2 separate regions of the Mus musculus genome follow, and region 2 is linked to region 1. Evidence: chromatin contacts called from public HiChIP or PLAC-seq data. All regions are on one chromosome and are shown on one strand. The core of a region is the stretch at or near the end of the contact, and the rest is flanking DNA. Distances in the headings are between cores, read along the strand shown.

Region 1 (6,413 bases), core at 2,406-4,905:
GGCCGGTCTCTGATCTCCACTGCTCTTTCAAAAGCTGACCTACATAAAGCACGCACCATGCCACCAGTTCTAGCAGTTTGTCTAAGGGAGGGGATGGCCTCACACACTTGCCATAAGCGATGTCGTTTGCCTGGTTCCCCCAGTGGGCTACGTGAATGTAAAGGCCAGTTTGCACTGTGGTATGTTCATCGTGGATGGAGCTCTTACAAAAGACCACTGGGTTAAACTGCTTCTAAATGTGCCTCCTACAGAGTTTATTAACTGAGAAATCTAAATAGTGTTTTGGCACTGTACAGAACAGAGGATCTGGGAAGTGTCAGCAGAGTAAAACAACCACATTTCAATTCAGAAAAGCTCAGAAAGAGGATATTCATTTTCTCAATTAGGGTCTCTTCTGACATTGAAAAAAAAAGTGCCACCAGAAAACTATATTTACATTTTGTGAGACACCAAAGCACAGAAAGTTATGGTTCCAATGGGACTTAGCACACCAACTTTAAACAGTATAGTGTTGACAGGTTTAAAATAAAGATAATTAGTAATTTATGATCTTATCAACCTGTTAAAAACAAATAACCCAACAAAGTGACTGTTATTTAAAATAAACTGTGTATTCATTACAGCTCAGAAGGAAAACAGGTTTACTTTGCAATCTATCTCTATGGGGAAGCCTGATCCAACAGGATTTTGCTAAATATAGATACAGATTTATTTTTTTCATCTTTCCAAACTTCTCCCCTTCTTTCACATCTCCCTACACCTCACTGCTAAATGAGCACTGATTGTCTCGGTCCTAAGCAATTCAAATAGTGGAACTAGGCAGGAATTTTACACCAGTGCAAATCACCATGGGGTAGGGAACAAGTGCCTGGGCTTTGTGGGATCTTGAAACCTTCTCAGTGTGTTTAGTACAATCAAGAAGCAGTGACAAATATATTTGATAGACTGTGGCACAGAGATGGATAGGGAAAGAGTCCCTAGAGAAACCTTTCCAGGAGGTATTTTTCTACTAGAAGAAACAAGTCTTATGACTTTGCATTTTTAAAAATCCATTATTCCCCATCTAAGTTAAATAGAAGTCTTACAACTAGTCTATAGAAAGGATGGCTAATTTGCATTTAAAAAGAACAGTTTGCTTCTTACACACAGGGTGACTTAAAAGGAACTTCAATGGACTAGTAAAGAAATGGTGAAGACTTTCAAAATTAATTCATTCAATTCACAGCACAACCCTCTAAAATTATTTAAGGCACTTAAATTGGAAAATGATTTAATATATTGAAGTAATTCCTGATTTTCCAAAGCATTTAACTTTTAAATTAAATCTGACCCTACTATCACAGAAATAATGAGTGAAATGTGTATTCAAGTCATTACCTTCTTTTTTGGAACCCAAATTCACTGATAAATGTAATAGGACTTGTATAGTTTTATTGCCAAAAATGGTGTCAATCTTTTGATTCTGGTAACAACTACAGAACAGGTCTTTAATCTCCAAGACAGACTTTCTACTTTAAAGAAAAAAGTAACGGTATTCTGGTTATCAGGGGGGAAAAATATCAAGCATAAAGCCCTTAGTTCTAAAGTCAAAATATATTCTAGGCTGCAAGAATGGTGTTAGCAGCAGTGTAAAACTTCATTTCACCAACTTTGCTGTGCGTGCTGAAGTTCAACTTGCCCCTGGCCTCAAGACCTGTATTACCCCTTTGCCTAACTACTAACCTTTGCTCACAACTCTTACTGAATATTACAGTGGACATGGCACCCAGTTGCTTCTCTGTGGCGTGACTGTAGGCTTTGTAACTCACAGCTGTGTGTGTGTGTGTGTGTGTGTGTGTGTGTGTGTGTGTGTGTGTGTGTGTGTAATAATCAAGACTGAGAGCTGAGAACTACTAGCCTGTATGGTAGTAGAGAGTCCAGGAGGCAGGGGTGCTAAACACCTCTACATCACGTTTTAAAGTGAGGACTCCTCAGGAGACAAATGTTGGGAGTTTCAAAGACTTTCCCCAAAGAATTAATCTACTTGTCAGTGAAGTGCCTGAAAGGACTGGAAGAATCTGCCGGGGGTTTTTATCAAGCAAGAACTGGGAGTCCAAAAGGCTTGCCATGCATTTCAGAGACCTTCTTGTCCCCAGCAACCTCTATCAGCTAGGACTGCTTAGACAAATCCACCAAGCCCCAGGAGAGGAGAGATGTGGCCTGTGGCTGCTCTTGGAGACGATCCCTCCGGTCCCTCCGTGTCCCTCTCAGGTTTTGCGTGCATGAAGCCAGGAGAGCAATTACTTCCCTAGAAACTCCTGGCTGTCCTATCCTTGGGCCAAGCTGAGCTCCGGGGCAGCTTCGCCAGAGTTCTCATTCTGGATCACCAGCATTAAATACCTTTCCGCTGTCCTGTGTGGCCCAAGTCAGCAGACTATGATGTAGCCCAGCCAGGGACCCTGCTTCAGCCAGGCAAAGAGCGTCGGAGCTTTACACTTGAATGCAAAGCGCTAGCTTGGCTTCCTGTAAACTTGCTATTTCCACACCCCACACCCCCCAAACGAGATCTGTTCCCCCAAATCATAATGCGACTAGCCCACAGCGTCCTGGTCTCGAGGGCCAGCGTCCGAACTCCAGTTCGGCGGCCGGAACAGAAAACAAAAGAGTTACAGAATAATTTTCACGGTGTGGGAACGCCGGATCCTCCGGGGTCCCTGCACCCCGACTCCTAGCTGCTCCTCTGGCAAGTGATCCGGAGCAAGGAAGCGATGCCACGAGCCCCCGCTGTCCAAGAAAGGGAGGGAGAAGAAGGAACTAGAATATAAACTGAATTCTCCTACTCTGCCTCAGTTCCCAGACCCCAGACACACCCCCAAAGTATTCCGTGGGTTTTCTCTCTCGATCTCTCGCTTTTTTTTTTTTTTTTTTAAATGTCTCCCGGCAAACCTAAGCAGGGATCCTTAGTGGCGAACAGCAGGAAGGAAAGAATCCGAGCAAATCGTGTCACTTTCCGCACAATCGCGTTGTTTGGCAAACCCCCGGAGCTGCTCCACAATATTTACTACCCGAGCGCACGCAGCGCCGCCGCGGGCTGCGACCGAGCGCGCCCGGGACGGGCCTCTGCGAGCCGGCCCAGTCCGCCCAGCGGGCCCCATCGCGGTCCAGCCACCGCTGCCCCCCTCCCGGGATCGAGCCGCCAGAATCGGTGCAGACAAAAGCAGAGTGTTCACCTTGTTGCAATAGTAGGGGTCCAGGCAGGGAGAAGGTCCCAGACAAGGAGCGGCGGGCGCAGCAGCGGGCTGGGCTGGAGGAGGATAAAATCTTACGTCCATTTCACTCTCACATCAAGCAACTCCTTTTCTTTTCCTTTTTGAAAAAAAAAAAAAAAAAAAAAGTGCTCAGAAAAAAAAAAAAAAGCTCAGACGGAACAGAGAGGCGTCTGGGCTCAGGAGTAAAAGAAACACCTTCCTTCCCTCACATCCGTTTGTGGTTTGTTTAAGAAGAGGAAGAAAAGAGAGAGAGAAAAGAGAGAGAGAGGAAAAAAAAAACAGAGGGTGGAAAAGCGCTCAACTCTCCCCCCCAAGCCGTGGCGCGCACCCGTCCACACCGAGCGCGCAGCCTGCCTGGTCCGCTCGGCCCCGGCGCTGTCGGCCCGCCGCCGCCGGGCAGGTAACTTCACGCGCTCATTGTCCCCCCCGCCCGCCGCCCCATCCCCGCCTCCCGCGCCCTTCGCCGCCCGGCACTCGCGCTCGGGCTCGGGGTACTGGGCGTTTTATTGGAGACTCTGCCTTGCTTTGCTTTTAGTTTTTCTCCACGTTAGAGGCCTGGGATGGGGGAGTGATGGAGTGTGTGTGGTGTTGCAGGGGAGATCAAGATCGGAGGACACTAGTGCCCCGGACCGGCGGGGTGCCGACAGAGGCTGGACGCGGCCCAGAGGGTACAGTTGGGGACCGAGAACCAGGCGAGGGACAAACGCAGAAGAAGGGAATGCGGCTCGATCAGTAGTGGCGGGACCCCGGGCAGCGTCAGTGCCCCAGTCAGCACCCCCGGGTGGGTGCCATGGAGGTGGATACAATCACACAAAGGGGCTGGAGAGACTGAGCAAAGGCTGACTGGGGCACCGTGGGGCTCGCACAGCAAGGGGGCGCTGTGGCGCACCCCCGCCCAGCACCCGCAGCCCCACCCCCGCCCCACCCCATTCTTTGAGCCCCCCACCACTTACTCCTGCCCGCTAGCTGCACTGCCAACCTCTGCCCCGCGCGGGAGGTAGAGGAGAGGCTGTCTTGTGGCGCTGCTCGGGAGCCTGCAGGGAGCGCAACCTCTGCCCCATTCTAGTGTGCAGCTGACCAAGGGACCCCAGTTGATCTCTGTGCGAGGAGCGGTGCTCCTGGAGTTAGTGCTCAGAGAGCCTCGGCATTCGGCTTTGGTTCTCAGTGGGAGGGTTTGCAGAGGCTGAGCCTGCCCTTGCGGGACTAGCAAAAAAGACTCCAGGGGTGCTTAGAAGGGTAAATAAGGAAACAGTTATCAGCACACCATGCGCTACAGGGAACACATCTGGGCTAGTTACTTGCCTCTTGGAATTATACTTTCACTGTTGGATTCCCAGTAGCACTCTTGGAGCTCCACTGCCCACCCCAACCTTCACGAATCAGCTGTCTGCTTCCCTGGGCTCTCTTTGTTGGTAGGATAAAGATATCATCCATATTTTGCTTTACTTCGTCAACCCCAAAAACTTGCAATATTGTGTCCCCTGGCATCTGGGAGAGTTTTGGGACCCTGATGACTGTCCAGCGGACATCTTACGTTCTCCCTGAGAAAGACTTTAGAGAGAAGTTAATATAGGGGTGGGCAATGTTTACCTTTCAAGGGTGAATTCCTGATTGCTTCACACCTTAGGGGCCTAAGACCCTGTAAAAAAGTGGAAAATTCATGTCCACAGGTATCTGTTTCTGGCGTCAAAGAATATATGGAAACAGTCTTGTTACCTCCCATCCCCCACCCCAAACCGTTTTTAGTACATGGTGGGTAATAGCCAGCTACTCTCTAGCTCTCTGCAGCCTTTTCCAGGTTTCTCTTCCCTTATAATAGGAGCACCAGTCAAATGCAAAGATCTGAGGAAGCAACAGATGCCCTGTAAGGATAGTAAATTAGCATCCTGGGGTTCTCTCCTCTATGCAAAGGCCTTTGGAAACTTTTCCTTGACTTTGGTTTCCATCCATGGTAGCCTCTTTCTCTTAAACTGTTGTCCTCAGGTCTTCCTTTTATGGGTAGGAAGAACACAGCTTCTTACCTTAAGAGTAATGTGATGGATGTTGGCTTTAGAAATGAGGAAGGATTTTCACTCTGCATTCAAACCCTCTGAGTCACAAAATAAGTGAAAGGGTGATCTTTCCTCTATTAAAGGTCTTTACAATAACAAGTACATAGGTTCAGGGCTTCATAGCACCGATTTTAAAATTCATTTGTAGATGTTAAAGTGGGTGGGGCTATAAAAAGTCTGTAGCTTTAAATAAACACGTAATCTCAAGTTTCTGTCATCAACAAATTATACTGTATAAAGTTTGAGGTTTATAAACTTCCCTAGGATTCATAATCAACTTCTGTTTGGCCCTCGGGCCAGCAGAAAGATGGGCTGGTTTATCGCTGGAATGGTCCTTGCTGTCAGTGTCTTGACTCCTTGGACATACTGGAGGTACCACATCACGTATTTCCACTACCATTATGAGAAACCCAAGGGCCAGAAACCTGTGTCTTACCTCTGCAAGCAACCTGATTTCTTTCACAGGAAGTCTGTGGAGTCAACATGAGAGCTCTGCATGCTAAGGAATTTGAGCTAAAAGTACATTAACCACGAGAGAGCTTAACACTAAAGCATGGTCATCAATATAATAACTTTAAATACCCACCATTGTCTAACATCCTACTCAAGGTCTACATTTTACTGAGTAGTAATATTCCATTCCACTTAAGGAAAATTTAAGTGGCTACACTTTGGAGTAAATACTACTTTAAAAATGAGATAGTTCTGTCCATAGCATGTTGAGTTACTCAATTATTTCTCCAGCCATTTATTTGTATAGTAATAAGCAAAGGGGGGTGGGGGCTGCATATGGCTATGAAAAACAAAATAATAACAAAATCAATACTTAAAACTGGGCATAGCAAGGAAGTAGAGGCTCATTCATTGAGAGGTGAATCATAATGGAAATGTGGCCCTTATACACATTGGGATTCTATGCAGCTGTAAAAGAAAAATGAAACCTGGAAAATGGATGGAGCTAGAAAGTATTATAGTGAGTTAGCTCAAAAAGACCAAAATTGCGTTCAGTCATATGCAGACCGTAGTTTAATACAGTCATATGTATGTATAAAAGCAAGGGTAAGTATGTATGTAGGGCATGAAACTAGAAAGGAAAACGTGAGATGGGACTACA
Region 2 (6,413 bases), core at 2,771-5,270, 48 kb after region 1:
AGAGGAATTATGTTTGCTTTTTGATTTCAAAGCATAGCTCTTACTTACACAACTAACTCGGTCCATCTAATTTCTCCTTAGTCTCACTCACAAACTCAGTGAATTACTGATTTCCTTTGTCATTTAAAAATAATACAACAGAAACTGTCAATGTGACTTCAGAACAAAAGTAAACAAGCTATGGTGCGATGAGGAGTATTATTAACTTCAGGTATTGCAGACTAATGGTTTTCAAGTTTTTCAAAGTATCCTGATTCAAAATGTGTTCCTTTAGTCATCAATAGTAAACTGTTTCATTAAATACAGAACAAGAGACCCTAAGGGCAACAGTGTATAATTCTTCTTAGTTGAAGCTGAGAAGAATCCATTCCACATCAAAACCTCGAATGCACAAATTAAAATTCAGTATCTTACTTGGTATGTGGGTTTCAACATGAAACTCCTGTCACTGCTAAAACTTAAGTTAAAACAGGTTAATACAACCAAATAAATGGCTCTGTTGAAAAAAGTTAATATAGCATTTTAACACAAGCATTACACTATAGGACCACTCACAGCATTTCTTACATCTCCATCCAGTTACTATCACTCCAAAGTAGAACCAGTTGCCTACTTAACAGTTTCACATTCTTCCTTCTTTTGAGGTCAGGACAACCCAAAATGTATTATTTGCTTTGTGGGTTTATTTATTTAGGATATTCTGACTTCCATCATTAGCATAATTTGTGTGGAGATTATTTATAGGCTAGACTATATTAGAATCTTCCTTTATCACAGAATAATATATGCTGTACAAATAAGTCATACATTGTTTGTCTATTCATTACTTCAAGGGACATTTAGCTGTTTCTATTCTGTGTCAAATGTGAACAATGTTGCTTTCAGAATCTGTGTATATGTGTTAGCTTGGGACAATGTTTTCAGTTCTTTTGCATATGTAACTGAGGATGTTATTTCAAGGTACATAAAAATCAAATGTTTTATTTCCTGAAGAACAACCCAATCTGTTCCACGGAGGCTGTGCTATTGTGCTTTCCTACCAACAATCCATGAGAGATTTAAATCACCTCCTCACCAGCTTGTCCCAGGTTCCTTTTTAAAAATGATAAACACCTTGGTTGGCATTCACTCTACACTCCACCCAACAGTAACTTAGCAACAGCCAGGTAGCCCTTGCATGCTATAAAAGGGATTGTTTGGCCTCTTCTCTATCTGACTCTGACTCTTTTTTCCCTCTGACCCCTTTATCCCTATTTCCCCTCCCCTCCATGTATTCTGGCTGGCCTCTTTGCTTCTCTTTCTCTCTTTTTCTGTCCCCTCTCTTTCTCAACCTCTATTCCCTTCTCAACTCCCCTTCTCATGCCCCCAAATAAACTCTGTTTTATACTATATCTGTTGTATGTCTGATACCTCTGGGGAAGGGGAAGCCTCTGGATGGTCACTCTGAGGTATCCCCTCCCACCACACCAAACCTCACTCTATGAAACATATCCTTGACTCTACAAATTATGCCCTAGGCTTTGTAAAAACCTTGTTGTGATTCTGACTTGTACATTAGCTACTTACATTTTTTTTGTAGAAATGTCTATTCACAGCTGTTGCTTAATTTCTAAAATATACTGGCTTTCACATTAAAGACAAGCTGTAACATTTTATCTCTAGGATTTCATAGTTTTGGTATATTCTAGTTACTAGATCTTTCTCAGAAAATGGTTTACAAATACTTTTCTTCTGTGAAATATATTTTTATTTCTGCTTTCAGGGTAAAATAATAATATTTTCCTTTTTATTAAATTTCTTATTTAAAACTATTTTAAATTTAAATATACTTTGAATATATTTTCCCTCCCCTGAGTTCTTCCAGATCATCACCCCTCTCTACCCATTCAGCTTTAAGTTATTTCTCAAGATACAAAAAAATCAATATAACAACAAAACACTCCCAAAGCAATAAAACAGAATAAAATACCACCCCCAAACCAAACAAAACCAACCAACTAAAAAAAAAAAAATCTCACCAAACTGTAATTAAATAAACATACACACAAAACTGAGGAGTCTATTATATTCTGGTCAACTACTCCTGAACATGAGGTCTTTTTGGAGTGCTGTCACTCCAAGGAGAGAACGGAATTTGGGTCTCCTAGCAGGTATAAATATGACAGCTCGGTCATTAAGCTTTATCTCAGTGGTTTAGTTTTCATTCATTCATTCATTCATTCATTCATTCATTATTCAAAAATATAATAAAGACAATATATAATAAAATAGAACAGAAACTATCACATCATAGTTGGACAAATCAATAGAAAGAAAATAATTCAAAGGGAAGTCATAAGAATCAGAGACTTCTGTGTTTGCACACTCAGGAATCCTGTAAAAACACGAAACTGGGAGTCATAATATATAAGCAAAGGACTTGATGCAGATTTGTGCAGGCCTTGTGCATGGTACCTCAGTCTCTGAGTTCCTAAGTACTTTGATCATCTTGATTTAGAGCGATTTGTTTTGTCGGTGTCTTTTGTATTCCTAGGTTTCTTATTCTCTCCATAACATCTGGCTCTGGGTCTCTGTGTCTTTCCCATGTGCAGCAAGAGAAAGCCTTTATGATAATGGTGGAAAAGGTCACTAATCTATAAGTATAGAAGAATATCATTAGGAGTCATTTTATCACTACATTACTTTTGAGACCAGCATTTTAGACCCACTATCTAGTTCTAGATTTCTAGCATTAAGCAGGGTTCCATTTCATGGAGTGGGACTTAAGTTAAATCATCTATCAATGGGTTACTCCTACAAGGTTTGTATCACCATAGATAGTACACCATTGTAGATTAAAGGATTTTTTTGGCTGGTTTGATATTTATGCTTCATTTTTTGTTAATGTGGAGAGTTCTTCTTCCTGGACCAATAATGCTGGAACTCAGGGATGAAAGTTCTGTTTAAGCAGTAGGTCGACATCTGCATGTTCAATGAGCTTGTGTAGGTGGTTTTTTCAGCCGTGGAACCTTGCCATCCATTTGTGTCTTGGCCACAGTCTGAGTTGTCTGGGGATTCTTTTGGGGCCTCTTTGACCAACAGCTCAATCGGATGTAACCCAGGTGATGATAGATGGCCAGCTGGGACTCTATCTCCCTCATTATTTGATGATTTTATTTAGAAATCATATGTGCATATAATATGTTCTTGGAAATTTCTACTGTATTAGGTTTCTATTCTATTTCTCAAATGCCCCTTACTATTAGCTGTCTTTCCCTATATTCCCTCCCACAATCTCCTCTCCCCACCTCTCCCCATTTGATACCCTCAAGTCAGTCCCTCTATTCATCCATAACTATATACTCTATTATCTTTTCCTAATAAAGTCTATCTGTTCCCTTCAGTCTCTTACTCTATACATACCCTCTGTGAGCCTATGGACTATAGGTTATTAATTGTTTCACAGCTGATATCCACCTATAAGTGAATATATACCACGTTTTCTTTCTGGATCTCTGATGTCTCACTCAGACTAACGTTCTTCCAGTTCCTTCCATTTTCCTGCAAATTTCACCTTGTCATTTTTAATTGGTGAGAGATACTCCATTGTGTAAATTACTACATTTTCTTTATCTATTCGTCTCTTCAAGGACATGTGGGTAATTTTCAATTTTTGCTATTATGAATAAAGCTACAAAGACACGGCTGAGCACTTATGTCTCTATGGTAGGGATGAAACATCTTTTCTGTATATGCCAAGGAGTGGTATAACTTAATCTTGAGGTAGACTGAGTCTCAAGGAACCAAGACAGTAGTTTCCATAGCAGCTGTATGAGTTTGCACTTCCACAAGCAAGGGCTGAGGTTCCTCTTATTCCACATCCTTTCCTATACTCGTCCTCTTTAAACTGGCACTGATCATCAGCCACAGTGTCATGATACAGCTGGCACTCACACACCAGGTCATGTTGTTTTCCAACCAGTGAACTCCATCTTGTCTGCCCTTCCTGGTGTACCAGTGCTGGAAAGCCTTGACCTGAAGCCTGAGTGTGATCTGCTTTGAGATCGGCTGGAAGAGCTCCTGGATCATTGGCAGCCAGTGCCATTGCCTTTGAAGGTGGCTGACACCTGAGTTCTCATGGAGGGATGTCACACAGGGGTGTCTTCATACTGTTGAGGATCCACAGCATGAAGAAGCTACTGTTCTTGTTCTGTATATTGAACATCTCTTCATCTACCTCCTTCATGGACATGTTACCACAGAATATGGCAACCATGGTCAGGTTACAGTCATTGTGGTTAGAGTTGAACAGGTGCTGGGTGAGCTCTGGCACAGTCAGGGCTTGGAACTGCTGGATACCAGTAAGCTGAGGAAGCTTAAGCAAGTGAAGAAGCTGTGTGTGATGGATCTGCCTGTGAGGATGGAATTCCCCATAGTTCTATCTATTCTTACCCTCCCTTCCCAATTCCCTCTTTTTCTCTCTACTTTCTATACTTCTGAGAGGGTTTCAGGAGATAGTTCTGATTGGACCTGAACTTGTAATCTTCCTATCTAATCTTCATAGGAGGATTTACAAAAATATAACAGGCCTGACTTAAGGTTTTCTTTTCTATGGTGTTATTAACTAAGGCCAAAAATAGTATAAAAATGAATAGAAACTTTAAAAAATAAGTCATAGTTTTAAATTTCACATAATTCTTTAGAGTAGAAAGAAATTTCACGTTGAGCCATTTTATTCTGTCTGGAACAGTTGCAAATTATCCCACTTCATAGTGTATCTATTTTTTCTGTTCCTCACAATTTATGGAATTGAGGCAGATGTCATATACATATAACTTTTAATGTAGCATATTGTTAAAAAATTTCCTTTGTATTTATGGTCTCTAGTTTTTAGCATGCCTAATTTACAATTAAATTTTGTCTTACTTATGTTTGAATGCAGTGAAACAGCCCAATGACAATTTTAGACACTTCCTCGGGTGGATCTCATGACAAAGAAAAAAGGTGGCAAGGGAGAAAATATGGGGAGGGACAGATAAAACTAAGGATCCTTTGAGAGGGCAATTTAGAAACCTACTACAATAGAATATTCTTAAAATATGTATATATATGAATGAAATTTAAATGGCATCATCAAATATTGGAAGAGACAAAATCCCGACTCAACATCTCTTGCTAGCAAATGAAATTTCCAGTGTCAGAAATATATTGCATCTAATTGAGTTGTTATCCAAAGGTACCCCATAGAAGCTCTCAAAGAACCTATTGCCAAGGCCATTGGTTGCTCTCTACATACTGATAGTAAGGCCCTATTGCTAAAGTCAACACTTTCATACCTCATTGAACAATGAGGAACTGGGGTGTTGCTTACCTGTAGAATCTTCAGTTCATGGCACTGAAAGGTATTCTGCATGCTACCAGAGAAAAAAACCAAACTACAAATCCTTTGATCTACAATGGTGACTTGCCTTCAAGATATGCTGGTGCAATAGTGGCACAAAAGATTCAGGAGTAACCAACCATTATCTGGCTATACTTAAAGTCTACTCCATGATCTGAGACCTATGCTTGGAGTTGACCAGAGGGTTAAGAACCTGAGACTAGATAGGCCATGGACCAATGGGGAAATCAGATATATCTGTTCTGATAAAGGAACATCGCAGTAAAAGGAGTGCAAAAGACATTTAGTGATATCCATTCATCAGTGCTTTCTCAGCCCTCATCAGAGATACTTTCTCGCACTGTAGAGGATAAGAAATACAGAAACCCATAACAGGTAATGGTCAGAGAGTAAGAGACCCTGGAAGACACAATCTTAAACAAGATGTTGCCATTCATCAAATCTCTCCCCTGAGGTCTCCGGGAACTCTGTGGAAGAGGAGGCAAAAAGATTATAAATGGCAGAAAGGATGAAGGATGCCAAAGAAGCAAGGTCTTCTAGATCCAGTAGGATTGACCCACCTTAGCTCATAAAGACTGAGCAGCATCCACAGGGCCTATACAGGTCTAAGCCAGATGGGGTCCCTGTAGATACAAGTCCTTGTGCCTAAGTCAAAAGCTAGCTCCAATTTTGACAACCACTCACAAAGGAAAAATAGATTTATTCCACCTGAGTCTTACCTTTACAAACCACCTTTAAGCTCAGGCCCCATGCATAACAGTAGATGACCAACTTAAAGTGAACTAAACGGTATTTTCAGAGACTTTGTTATTTTGTTTTGTTTTGGGATCTGGTTATTTTTTTTAACATTACAAACATCTTTGCATGTAAAATTTTGTTTAAGTTTCTGTATTTTTATGGGATTTCTGTGTGTGTATGAGTGCATGTGTCTTTGCATGTGTTTCTCTTAGGCTGTATCTAAATGTATGTTTGTTTATTGTGTTCCATTCTGGATTTCCTTGTTGTTTTGTGTTTTCTAGTAAGAAAAAGGTAG

What was found. HiChIP or PLAC-seq counts read pairs in DNA pulled down with a chosen protein or histone mark.
Region 2: an H3K4me3 HiChIP or PLAC-seq map of the SCID.adh cell line shows a contact between it and region 1, with 22 read pairs. The contact joins the enhancer-like site here to the promoter of Tox in region 1. A contact is called at or near these places in 2 of 115 datasets of contacts at active chromatin or transcription factors (the SCID.adh cell line and embryonic stem cells) and 2 of 9 other capture datasets (adipose tissue and liver).

The regions. Positions count from the first base shown.
Region 1 is chr4:6,987,181-6,993,593 of GRCm38.p6, forward strand. Tox (thymocyte selection-associated high mobility group box) reads right to left here and starts at 3,656. Exons shown (of 9, transcript NM_145711.5): 1 at 3,210-3,656. The coding sequence starts at 3,311.
Region 2 is chr4:7,035,176-7,041,588 of GRCm38.p6, forward strand. No RefSeq gene overlaps it. Among named protein-coding and RNA genes, the nearest start is that of Tox, 48 kb to the left of the region's middle. Within about 2 kb of position 4,021, at least 1 of the 459 cell types and tissues checked has an H3K27ac peak or open chromatin away from gene starts, as enhancers often do. A contact at or near this core is called in the SCID.adh cell line, where this site is marked.